Linked DNA regions of Mus musculus: region 1 is linked to region 2. Evidence: chromatin contacts called from public Hi-C data. All regions are on one chromosome and are shown on one strand. Each heading gives the region's core, a stretch centred on a gene start, on an enhancer-like site or on the middle of the called end of the contact. The rest is flanking DNA. Distances are from core to core; before and after follow the strand shown. Region 1 has its middle 30 kb from the start of Slc22a15. Region 2 overlaps Gm33162 (a long non-coding RNA gene).

What was found. Hi-C and Micro-C count contacts between places; a contact is called where the count stands out from the background.
Region 1: a contact with region 2 is called in a Hi-C map of liver, with 1.6 times the contacts expected there. The contact joins two enhancer-like sites. A contact is called at or near these places in 1 of 484 Hi-C or Micro-C datasets (liver), 1 of 115 datasets of contacts at active chromatin or transcription factors (hepatocytes) and 1 of 9 other capture datasets (embryonic stem cells).

What each region holds. Positions count from the first base shown.
Region 1 is chr3:101,951,357-101,958,237 of GRCm38.p6, reverse strand. No RefSeq gene overlaps it. Among named protein-coding and RNA genes, the nearest start is that of Slc22a15, 30 kb to the right of the region's middle. Within about 2 kb of position 4,572, at least 6 of the 459 cell types and tissues checked have an H3K27ac peak or open chromatin away from gene starts, as enhancers often do. A contact at or near this core is called in hepatocytes and liver, where this site is marked.
Region 2 is chr3:101,526,906-101,533,602 of GRCm38.p6, reverse strand. The region is part of intron 1 of Gm33162 (a long non-coding RNA gene); the gene reads left to right. Among named protein-coding and RNA genes, the nearest start is that of Gm33162, 6.6 kb to the left of the region's middle. Within about 2 kb of position 4,847, at least 61 of the 459 cell types and tissues checked have an H3K27ac peak or open chromatin away from gene starts, as enhancers often do. A contact at or near this core is called in hepatocytes and liver, where this site is marked.

The sequences.
Region 1 (6,881 bases), core at 3,323-5,822, 420 kb before region 2:
TCACCAACCAATAGACCACATCCAATAGACCACACCCTCATCCTGGTGAATTACAAACCAGGAAACTGCACACTAGGCTGGGAAACTCCTTAACTGAACAAGCACTACTCTAAAATGGAAAATCTTCCCCCGCCCCCAAGCCTTCAGCCCCACCCTTACCCCCCACTCCAGGCTGCAGGGGCGTTTTGGATCAATCAGTAGGTCTTCCAGCTCTGGTTGAATGGATGAAGGTGTTGTTCAGTCTTGTTCATCAAGGTATCTCTGGAGTAGGTGACAAATAAATGCTGAATAAGTGCAAGCAGGTCTTATGATGCACGTGTGGACAAGAAGGGAAACCTGAATTTTAATTACACTACAACATAAGGCCCCAAATGTAGAGAGACTAAAACCACTTATTTAATATTTCTTATGACTGTGTGTTTTCTGAACAGGTCTGCTGTCTCACCTGTTGTCCTGCTTAAGTTTATTGTCAACTTGACACACCTGGGAAGGGGGACCCTCAAATGAAGAACTGCCTTGATGGACTTAGTCTTCCGGCCATGTCCGTGGGGCATTCTCTTGCCTGCTAATTGACACAGGAGGGCCAGCCCGCTGTGAGCATTGCCCTCTCTAGGTGGGTGGGAATGGGCTGTATAAGAAAGACAGCTGCGCAAACCAGAGAAAGCAAGCCAATAAGCAACATTCCTCCATGGTCTCCACGTCAGTTCCTGTTTCCAGGTTCCTGCTTTGAATTGCTGTCTTGGCATCCCTTGATGATAGACCATCACCTATAAGCCAAATAAATCTTTTCCTCTACAAGTTGCTTTTGTTCAGAATGTTCTAGAACAGCAACAGGAAAGCAGAGTGGGACACCTGGGCTTGCGCACAGTGGTTCTACACTCATCTGGGCTTCCCAGGATATACTGGCTGGTTTTGTGTGTCAACTTGACACACGTTGGAGTTATCACAGAGAAAGGAGGCTCCCTTCAGGAAATGCCTCCATGAGATCCACCTATAAGGCATTTTCTCAATTAGTGATCAAGTGGGGATGGCCCATTGTGGGTGGTGCCATTCCTGGGCTTGGGTTCTATAAGAAAGCAAGCGGAGCAAGACAGGGGAAGCAAGCCAGTAAGTAACATCCCTCCATGGCCTCTGCATCAGCTCCTGCTTCCTGACCTGCTTGAGTTCCAGTCCTGACTTCCTTTGGTGATGAACAGCAGCATAAGTGTAAGCTGAATAAACCCTTTCCTTCCCAACTTGCTTCTTGGTCATGGTGTTTTGTGCAGGACTAGAAGCCCTGACTAAGACACAGGCGTTCAGGCAAGGCTGAGACTGCTAAGATTCTGATACTTTCTCTCTATTATGTCTTCCACCCTCAAGTTAGCTCTGAACACTTCCTGACATGGATGGCACAAAGGCACGGTGATGTGGGAGATCCTGAGTATGTGCAACCAACCTCATTTCTCAATCTTAAGGGGGTGTTATTATTCAAGGCAGACGAAGGGAATACATAACCAACCTACACTGGCAAATGTGCTAGAGTCCAGCCAGCTCCTGGGAAATAGCGGTGTTTACAATACCAACCATGGGCAGAAGAACCCTTCTTTTTCCACAGTAGTCACAATTTTCCATTCTAATTCTAACATGGTAGTAGGATGGGGAAACTGTTTTAAACACAATTCTTAACATTGCATAGACATGGTTTTTAGGATACGGGTTTTGTTTGGTTTTACTTAAAAAAAAATATATAGCCATTTAAAAATCCAAATCAACCCTATAAGTGAATTAGATGCCATCTAGAATTCATGAGAAGAGAAGAATCGCAAATCTGAGCAATTAATTATTAAGCACTCAACCGCCAAATATAGTACCTGTGGGCACAGAGGCCTCTCCTGTGAGATGCGCTAACTAATTGCAAAGCCGAGGCTCAGGGAAGTCACACTGGGAAGCATGGGGCGCACAGAGAGGTCTGTTGGCTTGGCCACATTCAAAGGAAAAGTGGAAATCTAAGAAGAAAAGTATTTAAGCCCCCATGGGAAATCTATTCACTAGGCAAGCATGAAAGAGAGAGAGAGAGAGAGAGAGAGAGAGAGAGAGAGAGAGAGAGAGAGAGAGAGAAAGGGGAACATAGGTGATAATGAGAGCCAGTGAGACAGAGGGAAGTTGATGAGAGTATTTATTTAACATGAGGTGCAGGACCTTGGAACCTGAGGACTTCAGATTCAGATAGCATAGATTTAGCACATAATAGGTGCTCAACGTAGGCACACAGTAGGTGGATGGAGGGATGTTTGCCCTCAGTTTGAGAAAACAAGATTTTTAATACTTATACATATTATTAGAAACAGTACTTAGTGTGGATTGAATGTTAAAACTTACCCCACCACCCCAAAATTCAGTGGTAGAGACCCCAGCCATCTTTGTGATTAAATATTGGAGATGGGGACTGTAAAGGTGATTAGGATCAGATGAATTCATGAGAGCCAGGCTCTGGTGTGTGGGATTAGTGCCATTGAAGAGGAGACAGCAGAACTTGGTCTGTGTCCCTGTCTGTACACATAAACACAAATACCAAGGAAGGCAGCTGTCTGAATGCTGGGAAGAGAGCCCCTACCAGGACATAACAGCCAGCACCTTTGACCCTGAACTTTCCCATCGCCCGAGTGGTGAGAGATGCATTTCTGTTGTTGAAGCCACCCATCTGTGGCATTTCGTCTTGATACTTCATTTTGCCAGCCAGAGCAGGTCAAGATTTATTTCATACACACAGGATTATATAATAGTGCATAGGCTGTACATTGTGTATACATTTAGATGTAAGTTTTACTCTAACTTTTAATAAGTAAAATGGTAGAACGTGTCCTTAGCATGAATGAGGTTCTGCATTCAACCTTGAATATAAAATATAAATATAAAACTTAAAAATATGAAAATGACAAAAATGAAGTTATCATTAAATGTAAAATTATTTCCCAGTTCAATAAAAATTGGTTATATTCATGCTTCAGAGGACTTGGATCTTGGATCCCTTGCCAGGGCCTCTGCATCCGTGAGGCTGTGCAAGACCCAACAGGCAATGACGTTGTCAAAGAAGCATCCGGCTTTAGCACAGGCAAGCCTCAGACTCTGTGTTTCATTTTCTCTTAGTTTTTGTCTTTCTCCCTAGACTAGAGTATCAGCATTCCCTCCAAGGGCACACCTTCAGTGGCCCAACTTCCATTAGGCCACATCTCTTGGACAGGTCTAGGGACCAAACTTTACTCTATAGAGCCAGCTGAGAGCAAATGGGTCAGTGTGGCCTGGGTTTAGTGAAAGGAGTAATCCATTGAACATGAAGGTGGTACTTCATCTAGCTGAGTGGTTCCATAGCTACAGTACTACATGAGACCTGGAATACAATCCTTAGCACCACAAAAAAGTAAATAAAAATAAATAAATAATAAATATATTTTTTAATGAGGGCTGGAGAATGGCTCAGAAATTGTGAGCATTGGCTGCTCCTCCAAGTGAATACAAGTTCAATTCCCAGCACCCACATGGCAGCTCACAAACATCTGCAACTCCACTTTTATAGTATCTGACACCCTCTTCTGACCTCCGTGGGTACTGTATGCCCATGGTACACAGACGTACATGCAGGAAAGAGCACAACACACAAAAATCAATCAATCAATCAATCAATCAATCAATCAATCAATCAGCCAAACAATCAATCAATTTAAAACAAATTAAAATGACTTAAATCCTAAAAAGTTTAAATCAGGAATTGATGGAAGGCAGTCTATAGGCTCTTTCTAATGACCCTGTCTTCTACTGCTAGGCAGTCTTCCCTCACAGTGCCAAGGTGGCCGTCATATCAACTGGAATCCATGAGTGAGGAAAAGAACCAACAGCAGTGAAAATCTGTTTGGGTTCCAGCAGTTCCCTGTGGTAGCACCGTGTGTTGTGCTGTGCTGGCCAGGGTGTGAGCTGCTGGGATATGCAGCAGCAGCAGCAGCAGCAGCAGCAGCTCCCTTAGATCATCTGAGCTATGGCGCTCAGATCCTGGGAAGTGAGAGAGGAGCAGGAAGGACCCAGGAGTCCTGATAGAGTTTAGAGAACCCCAAATCTCTATGCAGCACTTCATTTTAATATCAACCTCTCGGTTATATTCAAGCCTACAAATCCTGAACTATGATCAGGGACACGGGCATAGATGAGTAGCATTTTCAGAGTATTTTTTTGTGATGGTGATGGTTTTAGTGTTGTTGATGATAGTGTGTGTGTGTGTGTGTGTGTGTGTGTGTGTGTGTGTGGTATGTCTGTGTATGTATCTGTGAGTGTGTGTATGTGCATCTGTGTGTTATGGAGCATGTTGTGGGTGTGTAGGTATATGCACCCATGCACACATATACAAAGGGCAAAGCAGGACGTTGGCTGTCCTGGATCACCTCCACATTATTGCCTTGAGACAGACGTTCTCACTGAATCAGAAGCTCGGCTTATAGCCAGGCTGGCCAGCCAGTGAGCTCGTGGGATTTGCTTTTCTCTGCTCCCCAGTGCTGGTGTCAGAGACACACAAAGCCACAGCCAGCTTTTTCTGTGGGTGCTGGGGACTTGGACTCAGGTTGGCACACTTACAAAGCACCTGCTCTTTTCCGTTCAGCCATCTCCCTGGCCACTTATTGACTTCTTCACGTGAGCCAGGAACTGGGACAAGGCCTTTGGTATGACCTGCCTGTGCTATAAAGATGAACATGTCCGTGTGGAGATCACCAGCCTCCTACAAAGACCTGGAGTTTTTCCAACAAACAGGCTTAACTTCCCCCCTTACTTCTGCTAGCATAAATTAAGGCCGTAGATTGTATTCTATAAAGTCTGTACACTGCTGTTCACCACTGTAGAAGTCGGTATCAAAGGTATCGATCTTGGAGTCCATCCAGAGGACTCTGCTTTGGAAGAGCCGTAAAGATATTCATCATTTTTTTAAAATGTAGAGTAAAGTCACAGGTCCAAGAGCTGAGGGTTACCTTTAAAGAGTGGTTCCAGGCAATGGACACATTTTAACCAAGCTGCCCCTGGCCTGCACTGGGATCATTTACTGGGCTTGTCCATCTCCAGGCTCCCTAAGAGCAGCACCCACCTCTATCTAGACCTTGTACCTGGGGCATACATGGTTTACACTAATTCCTATAATGGAAATGCAATGAACAACGTGCCTGGGCCACCGACTTGGAGTGACCCGTGGCTTGAGCAGCCTCTCTCCGAGCTGTGCCTCACAGAGAGCTCTTATGGAAGCTGGGCATTGGGGATGCTCTCGGTGAAGCCAAAGACCAAGCTGAAGGGATGGAAACTGGGATCCAAGCACTGAAACATCCCAGGAAAGCTTACATACACTCTGTAAAATGGAGACCGGAATGCAGATGCCCTCTGGACAAGCCACAGACAAATGCAGGTGCTAAAGAGCAGAGCATGACTATTTCATGTTAAAACCCAGGCTTTTCTAACCTCTTTGCTCCCCTCTGTGGATGAAGACAGAACTGAGAGCAGCTTTCACTCTGTAAATGCCAAAGCAGGAACAAAGAGCCTTCTCTTTTCTTTTACAATTTCATTATTATACTCTAAGTGTCTCATGAACTTTCTTGTTAAAAATATTTTAATAGATATTATTTTTATATGTGTCAATTATATAATATAAATAATATAATATGTATATTTTGTATTATAATAATACATTATATATTCTATACATATATGCTGATTCAAAACCTTCCATACTTAAGTCTAAGGTATTCCAAATGCACACTGGGTCTCCTCCCTCTAAAATTCCAAGCCAGGTCTGAAGGGTAAAGTGGAGTAGCAGCCATCTTACTGTAGCTTAACTAATGACTCCCTCTGTACTGGAATCTCCCACAGACAAAAGCAAGGCCAGCTAGGCAAGAGGTATGGAAACAGGTGGTGTGGAGAGGGTAAAGGAGTGAGGAGGGGGTGAAGGGGTGCAGTGGGGGCAAAGGGCGTGGCAGGCTGAAGGGTGCCATGGGGTATTTCCCTCTCTGTCCCATGACACTTTCCCTGTAATACAGCTGGTAATAATTAGTAGAGGCTCTACAGATGGGCTCAGCTTAGGCAGTCTCATTCTTCAGGCTGTTTGTGCCCTGCCACAGAGGACGTTCCCTGGGCTATCTCCTGCTTCTGACCCCTCCCCCGAGGGCACTTCCCTGTGCTGGCCTAACAGAGATGATGGCTGAGCAAAGAATATGGGAAGCTGCCATGCAGCTTGAGTTCAAATGCCTCGAGTTCTCTGAACTTCATTTTGTCATCTGTAAGGCTGACTGGCTGTTCATTTCTACCTGCAGGATAAAGTGAATGAACTCACTCAGCAAAGTATCATCTGAGAAGGGTCCAGAACAGCACTTAGTGAACAGTACCCCATGGAAAGGTGTTTGTTCCACTCCAAGGAGACAAGAGTCTTCCATGAAAGGGCAGCCAGGCTGCTGCTGCACATGGAGCTGGAAGGAGGTGAACTGTGCTTCCTGTTACAGAAATGTGCTTCCCTTGTAGGAAATTTCCATTTTCTAATTAGTCTTGCAAGCCCCTGAATATTCTAAAGTAAGAGAATATTTCAAATTATAGGTAACTTGCTTTTGGGGGTGGGAAACGAAATTAAATATATAAATGTACCTTTAAATAGAGGTTAATTAACTGACAATTTAGAACATGGAAATCTGAAGGGAAAAAAAAAAAGAATGGAAGATTTTGAGGTAGTCAAGCTGAAAGACTTGGAGCTGAATTCCAGCTTAGCAGTCCTTAACTATTTCATCTCTGGAAGGCTCCTCCTCCTGGCATTCAGTGTGTGCAGAAGACACACGTTCCTGTCTCTCAGGGAAGCCATGCAGGTGAACTAGGATGACTGAGAACAGCCA
Region 2 (6,697 bases), core at 3,598-6,097:
AAGAGCTGCTGTACTGACCTCAGTAGATGGGCAGCTGGCTTTCTGTGTTTTTAAGCACCTTGCCAAGAGCTCAGCAGGCTTACAAGCCACAGTGGCGACAGCTACTGAGAGCAAGTGTCATTTCAGTTGCTGTTTGTTCTGATGTTTTCTGGTTCTTATATTCCTGATTCCACATCAGAGGTCCTTTCCACATTTTGTTGTTGTTTCTGCCTCCCTAGTACTGGGATTACAGGTGTGTACCATCACTCTTGGTTTCGAGGAGAGAAGAAGAGAGGAGAGGAGAGGAGAGGAGAGGAGAGGAGAGGAGAGGAGAGGAGAGGAGAGGAGAGGAGAGGAGAGGAGAGGAGAGGAGAGGAGAGAAGAAGAGAAGAGAAGAGAAGAGAAGAGAAGAGAAGAGAAGAGAAGAGAAGAGAAGAGAAGAGAAGAGAAGAGAAGAGAAGAGAAGAGGAAGATGGAGGGAGAGAGATAGATAGATAGATAGAGAGAGAGAGAGAGAATGAGAATGAGAATGAGAATGAGAATGAGAATGAGAATGAGAATGAGAATGAGAATGAGAATGAGAATGAGAATGAGAATGAGAATGTCTAGATGATATAGGGAGGAGCCTCTGGGGTAAGGGCTGCCCAGTCCCTGGGCTGGAAAGTTCAAGGTTGGGGGCAGGGTATGCCAGGTAGGGACTGAGGGAGGCCTGGAGAACTAGAGGCCAGGTCTGCTTTGATATGTAAAATATGCTCCTTAGTCCCTTGTCCCAGGGTCCAGAACTAAACAGCCTTAAACAGTAGAGGAAACCCCTCCCACCTGAACTGCTTGAGAGGCGACACTGTCCCACTTGTATCGTTTGAGAGGCATCTGGGTACTGCAATACCAACACTCTGGGCCACACAGGGAACAAGGGGAACAGGGCATTGCTGCAGCCAGCCCAGAGAGTTGGGCCTGCTAAGCCATCACACACAATAAGCCTGGCTGGCAGTCAGTTCCAGAGGCCTGAAGTACTGAGGCAGCCTGGAACCTCTGCATGCAACAACAGCACATAGCATCCAAGAGGGTGCTGCCTTCTGTCTTTCCAGACCCCGCCCAAAAGAGAGACTTCTCCCTAATCTAGTCCCAGCATCCACCTCCAACCCTGATGCTGTGTCTCCATCTACTCCACACTGGACACAGCTGCATTTCAGAGACTCCGGGAAACAGATCCACGGATCTGTCTTCTCCTTTTGCCTGCTTGCCCGCTGGCTCAGGAACAGCTGGATGTCCACAGTATGTAAACTTTGGCCAATCGCTCTGCGGGTGTCATGGTCCCTTACTTACTGAGGAGCTAACTTGGCTTCTGAGTCCCAAACCAACAAGTTCATGGCTGATGCCTGTTTGAGAAAGGACAGAAATCAAGACAAAACTGCTAAGAATTCATAAGACATCCACTAGGCCCTTCCCGAGTTCTCATTAAAGGTAGCTTTACAAAAGAGCTCACACCTCCACAGCTGTGACTAAACCAGCTGACCACATGCATTCACAGACTCATGCACGCATGCATCCATAGGTGATAAATACATATTTATTTTATACATATATACAGAAGACGCACACCTGAAATCTAGGGACTACATGCAGGCTCTGCTCTAAGCACTTGACAAACACAAGATCTTTCCGTCCTAGCAGCTCCTGCCACATCTACCCATATGCGTGAGGCAGACGCTAGACATGTCTGTATTTTATACAGGAGAAAGCTGAGCCACAGAGCGACAAAGTAGCTTTTCCAGCTAATAATTAGCAGAGTTAGGATCCAGGATGCCCTGACTGACCATGATGCAGGCTCTAATGTAAAATACTGGGCCCAGCAGGGATCTTGGCAGGTGGCAGGAAGCCACTGGTGTGGTTCCATCTTTGTTTTTCCTGGGGAGCAAGCAAGCGAATGGGTGCTCCAGACACTGCAAAGGTCTCCTGATGGAAAGAACTGTTCTAATCCTTCCTGGGACGGCCTCCTCCCCACCTCCCCCTGCACAAGCAAGGAGTCAGCCCAGCTTTTCTCCCCAGCCTCCTTCCTCCCCAGGGCAACTTGTACAGCTGCTCCACTGTCAGTGTGTTCAAGTTCAACTTGACTGAAGACTGCCTTAATCCCCTGCCCTCTAGTACCCCTTCTTTCCATCTCCAGTGTTTCTGCTGTTTTTCTCCCCCACTAAAATTGGCGACTCATCAGATTAGCATCTTTTGGTGCTGGGGAGGGGGTGTCATTTAAAAAAATCGACATTGGTAATATTAAGAAGGACAATAGGCCAAGGAGCCTCTAAATGCCAGAGGTGACCAGTGGGCTAGTTCTGTATGAATGTTCCTTTGTCACTCTCATCGAGTGACAAAGTATCTCCAAGTGATAGGCTAGCAGCCAATTAAGTTAAATAAATATGTGCTTTAAAAGCAGAACGCTTCAAACACTCGCCAGCTGCAACAGGATGGAACTGGGAGGTCTGATTGAACAGGCTCGGCGAATGAAATCTTTACAGACCTCAGCAGAAATAAATGCACAGATTTTCAGTTTTTAAAGAAAACGCACACGCGGCTGTTTGAAACCCACCCAGTGAATACTCGCTGCTTCTGAGCTGGACAGTGCTTGGGTACCAAATGCGGAGAAGAAAGCTTTGTGAGAGGAAAAAGCAAGCTGCACCTGGTATGCCCAGCCACATCTCCGATGGAACAGAGAATGCCTGTGGGTTCCAGGAAGAATGCCGACAAGTACCACAGATGAGCTTCTGTTGAATGTATTACACTCCAAATATTACATAGGGAATACGTATCAAAATGTTGTCTTTTTATCTGAAATTCAAGTATAACTGGGCATGTTGTGGTCTTTGTTGCTAAACAGTGACTTTGAATTCAAGATGGATAAGGAACCCCCATAACCCAGGAGTGGAGAAGTGATTAGCAGAAGAGAATCCTCAGGGCTGGGTATGGGGTTCAGTTGGGGGGAGTGCTGGCCCAGTGTGCCCAAGACTGTAGGTTTGATCCCCGGCACTGTATATGGGCACACACCTAGAATCAGTACCCAGCAAGGTGAGACCAGAAAGATCAGGAGTTCCAGATCATATGTGGAGACTTGGTGGCAAGCCTGGGATAAGTGAGTCCAGGTCTCCAAGACCAGAATGCTCTCCTGCGGTGTCTCTGGTATGAAGGTGGGTTAGATGGAAATTCAAGCCTTTGGGATTTTTGGGTTTTTTTTTTAATGGCACAGGGTGGGGCAGAGCTGATTGGGAGGGTTACTGGCAAAGTCACAAAGCACAGAATTGTCAGTCTCTGGCTGTGTTCTGCAGGCCCGAGAGCCGTTACAGGTAATGGAGAGGGCCCACAGGGAACAAAGGCCACACAGCAGGCTCTTCAATTCTTCTCTGCAAACAGAAGAGAGCCAGTAGGTCATAGTAGTCGTCACCATCAGAAGGACCTACTATGCGCCAAACACTTTACAACAAAGTCACACAGAAGCCTCAACAGTATCCCTTCCAAACAGGCATGATTAGTATCTCCTTGTGGGCAGGGAAACTAAAGGTCAGAGGTCAACTAGTTTACCCAGCATTATACTAAGGCTTGCATGCCACAGAGCTGGGTCCTAACCCTGTGCCCTTTGCAATTTTTTGCTCTCTCCCTGCCTGTCATTTGATTCTAGGCAGGTAGAATCTTGCCAGAACTGCAGGTGATCCCATTTGCCTCTGCTTAGCCTCCTCTTGTGGTACAGAGCCTCATCTGTGATTACTGGAGATTTTTCTTTTCTTGCAGGAACATAGCTGCGGTCATGATGAAGTCAGTAGAAAATGGGTTTTGTAGTTTAGAAACTCCCTTTATGGTCAACCCCAGGATATCCAGTTTTGCATAAAACAACAGATCACTGGAAAAAAAATTTTTAAAGAAAACTAATAAATACTCCCTTTAGAAAACAAGACAAGGAGGTGGGTGGAACCCGTGGACTCTTTAGACGGGTCTCATCGTCCCAGTCATGGCAGCATTGACAGCGGGTTTTCTCAGCTGACCCAGGAGAGCCCTGTTGGTTGTTGTTTCCCCATAAGGGCATAAACTGTGAGGACAGAAGATAAAAGTGAGCCATGAGGGCTGCCAAGCCCATGCAAGAAGCAAGGAGGCTGCACTTAGAAAGTGCTCCGGGCTGGCTATGTGCCCCCAAAGCCCATGTGTTAAAAACCTAATCCTGAAATTCCGGGTTTGGGCAGCAGCTCAGCGGTGGAGTGCCTGCCTCTGCAGCACAATTCCCTGGAGTCAATCCCCAGCGCTGCCAAGGAAACAAAGGGCAAACAGCAAACAATCCCGAATCAAAAACAACCAAAGCACCTCATTCATCCTCAAATTCATGGGCTAGGGAGACTTCTAGTAAGACTTTACTTTCAATTTGTTTTTATTTTATTTTATTTTTTTTAATGGATTAAAAAAATACTCTAGAGGCTAGAGAGATGGTTTAGTAGTTTAGAGCACTGCCTGCTCTTGCAGAGGACCCAGATTCAATTTGCAGTACCCACATGGTGGCTTATATCTAACTGTCTATAACTCCAGTTCCGGGGGATCCAACCTGTCTTCTGACCTCCACGGGAACCAAGCATGAATGCAGTGCACATACATGTTGTGTACAGGCAGGAACTGGCACACAGACATATTTCTAAACAAAAATAAATCAATCCTTTAAACGGATACCCTATTATTGGGGCAATCTGACCTAGACCTTTTAACCACTCCCATGGTTTGTTTGTGGTAAAAATACATAGAACATAACATTTGCCACTTAGCCATTTTTATGGTACGGGGCAAAGGTCTTAAATCACGGATACTCAGTGATCCTCGCCAGCCTCAGCCAGCTGTAATTGTAGAGGAGCACAAAGGGGCATGCGTGTGTTCATCCCCTGCCTCTTACAATGCCCAATGCCCTCTCCTTAGGGAGACTGAGCTGCTGCCTTGGCTCCCCCTACCCCCCCACCCCCCCTCCCCGAGCACACTGCACGGGGGGGGGGGGGGGTGTCTGCCTCTTTATTCTTCCATTTCACTCTCTGCTCTGTAAGCAACACTCTTCTTCAGGGAGGCCATCCCAGCCCTTACCCCAGGAAGTCCCCACTGGCTGCTCCCACACCCATTCTCCCCACTGGCCTCTCTCCTTTCTCGAGGTTTGTTCCCCTGTGAATCAGCAAACTTCCTGGGATCCCTTCCCCTGGCACAAGGCCGGGCTGGCTTCTGACTCTGGGATCTGCAGGCACTTGTTTTATTCCCTAGCTTGGGTCTGAGTGTCAGCTGGAGAGCTGTTTACATGTCTGTGGCCCCTAGAGACTTGTTTGCACAGGGCACTTACCTAAGTGGAGCTGGTTCCAAGCCCAGAGGCCCCTAGAGCCCTTCCAGACCTCCTCAGCAAGGGTGTAATTAGGGACTGAGGACAGTTGTTGCTTAAGTAGTTTTATACTTTCCAAAAACAGTTCTTCCGGCTTACTACCAAGCTTCAGGGCCCTTGTCTATCATTGGAGTCTCAAGCCTGAGGTCTCCAGTAATGTGACTTGCTCCAGTTTTAGAGTAAATGGCACAGTCTAGAGTGGTCCCATTATTCATGGTCTCAGGCCAAACCCAGTGACATGCATGCCCTAATCACAAAGCCTGCATCTCTACCAGGCCCTTCTTTTTCTTATCATGGTGTGGGAATAAAGTTGAGCTTCCTTCATATCTGCATTTGTTTTGGTTTTTTTTTTTTTTCAGGGACCCTTAATTGTGTGACACAAGGCTGTTCATTTTCAAAGGCTGAACAGAATTATAGTTCTGCTTCTTGCTTCCCTTCCCTCCCCTCCCCTTCCCTCCCCTCCCCTCCCCCTTCCTTCCTTCCTTCCTTCCTTTCTTTCTTTCTTTCTTTCTTTCTTTCTTTCTCTCTCTCTCTCTCTCTCTCTCTCTCTCTCTCTCTCTCTTTCTTTTGACAGGGTCTTATTATACATCTCAGCTTGCCCTAGAATTCGAAATCTTCCTGTCTCAGCCTTCCAAGTACTGGGATACTAGGTGTGTACCACCGTGCTAAGCTATTTCTGAATTATATTGCATGATCTAGTACCTTCTTCACGTTAAGGGAAAGCAGTCTAGCACAGAGCATTCTTTGGGGTAAAGTCGGGTGTGTACAATGCTCATAACACTTATCACATAACATTAAGAGATTCTCTCTACACGTGATGGTGACGGTGGTGGTAGGGATGAAGACGTCGATGGTGACAGTAATGAGGGGGTGTTTGTAGTGCCTGTGACAATGTTGAGGTGGTGGGGTGCAATGGTAGGGAGGAACCTGCCGAAGATGAGGAGGAGGGAGGAAGGGGGGTTGTAAGGGGAGGCACATTCGACCATTATAAGTGCTCTTGATCAGTAGCCCTTATCAGCTTGAAAGATCCACCATATAACCCCTCCTTTCACTGACTGTCCCATGAGCATACTTTAGAAGCATTGGAAACCCCGTGGGTTTTGTAGATAATGGTGGGGGTCTGAATTGAGAAAATGCAGAGCTTTCTCACAGAGCTTTGGGGTAAGATACCTGTAGAGGTTTTTACCTACCTGGTGTTTTTAGCTCACCTTGGAACTCTTTATATGGGGACGGAAGTGGGGGTGGGGATACAAAACAAAACAAAACAACACGATGAGAATTACAGGTTGCACCCAGAAGCTGCGTGAGGAGAAAAATCACGTGGACGGCAGATCAAAC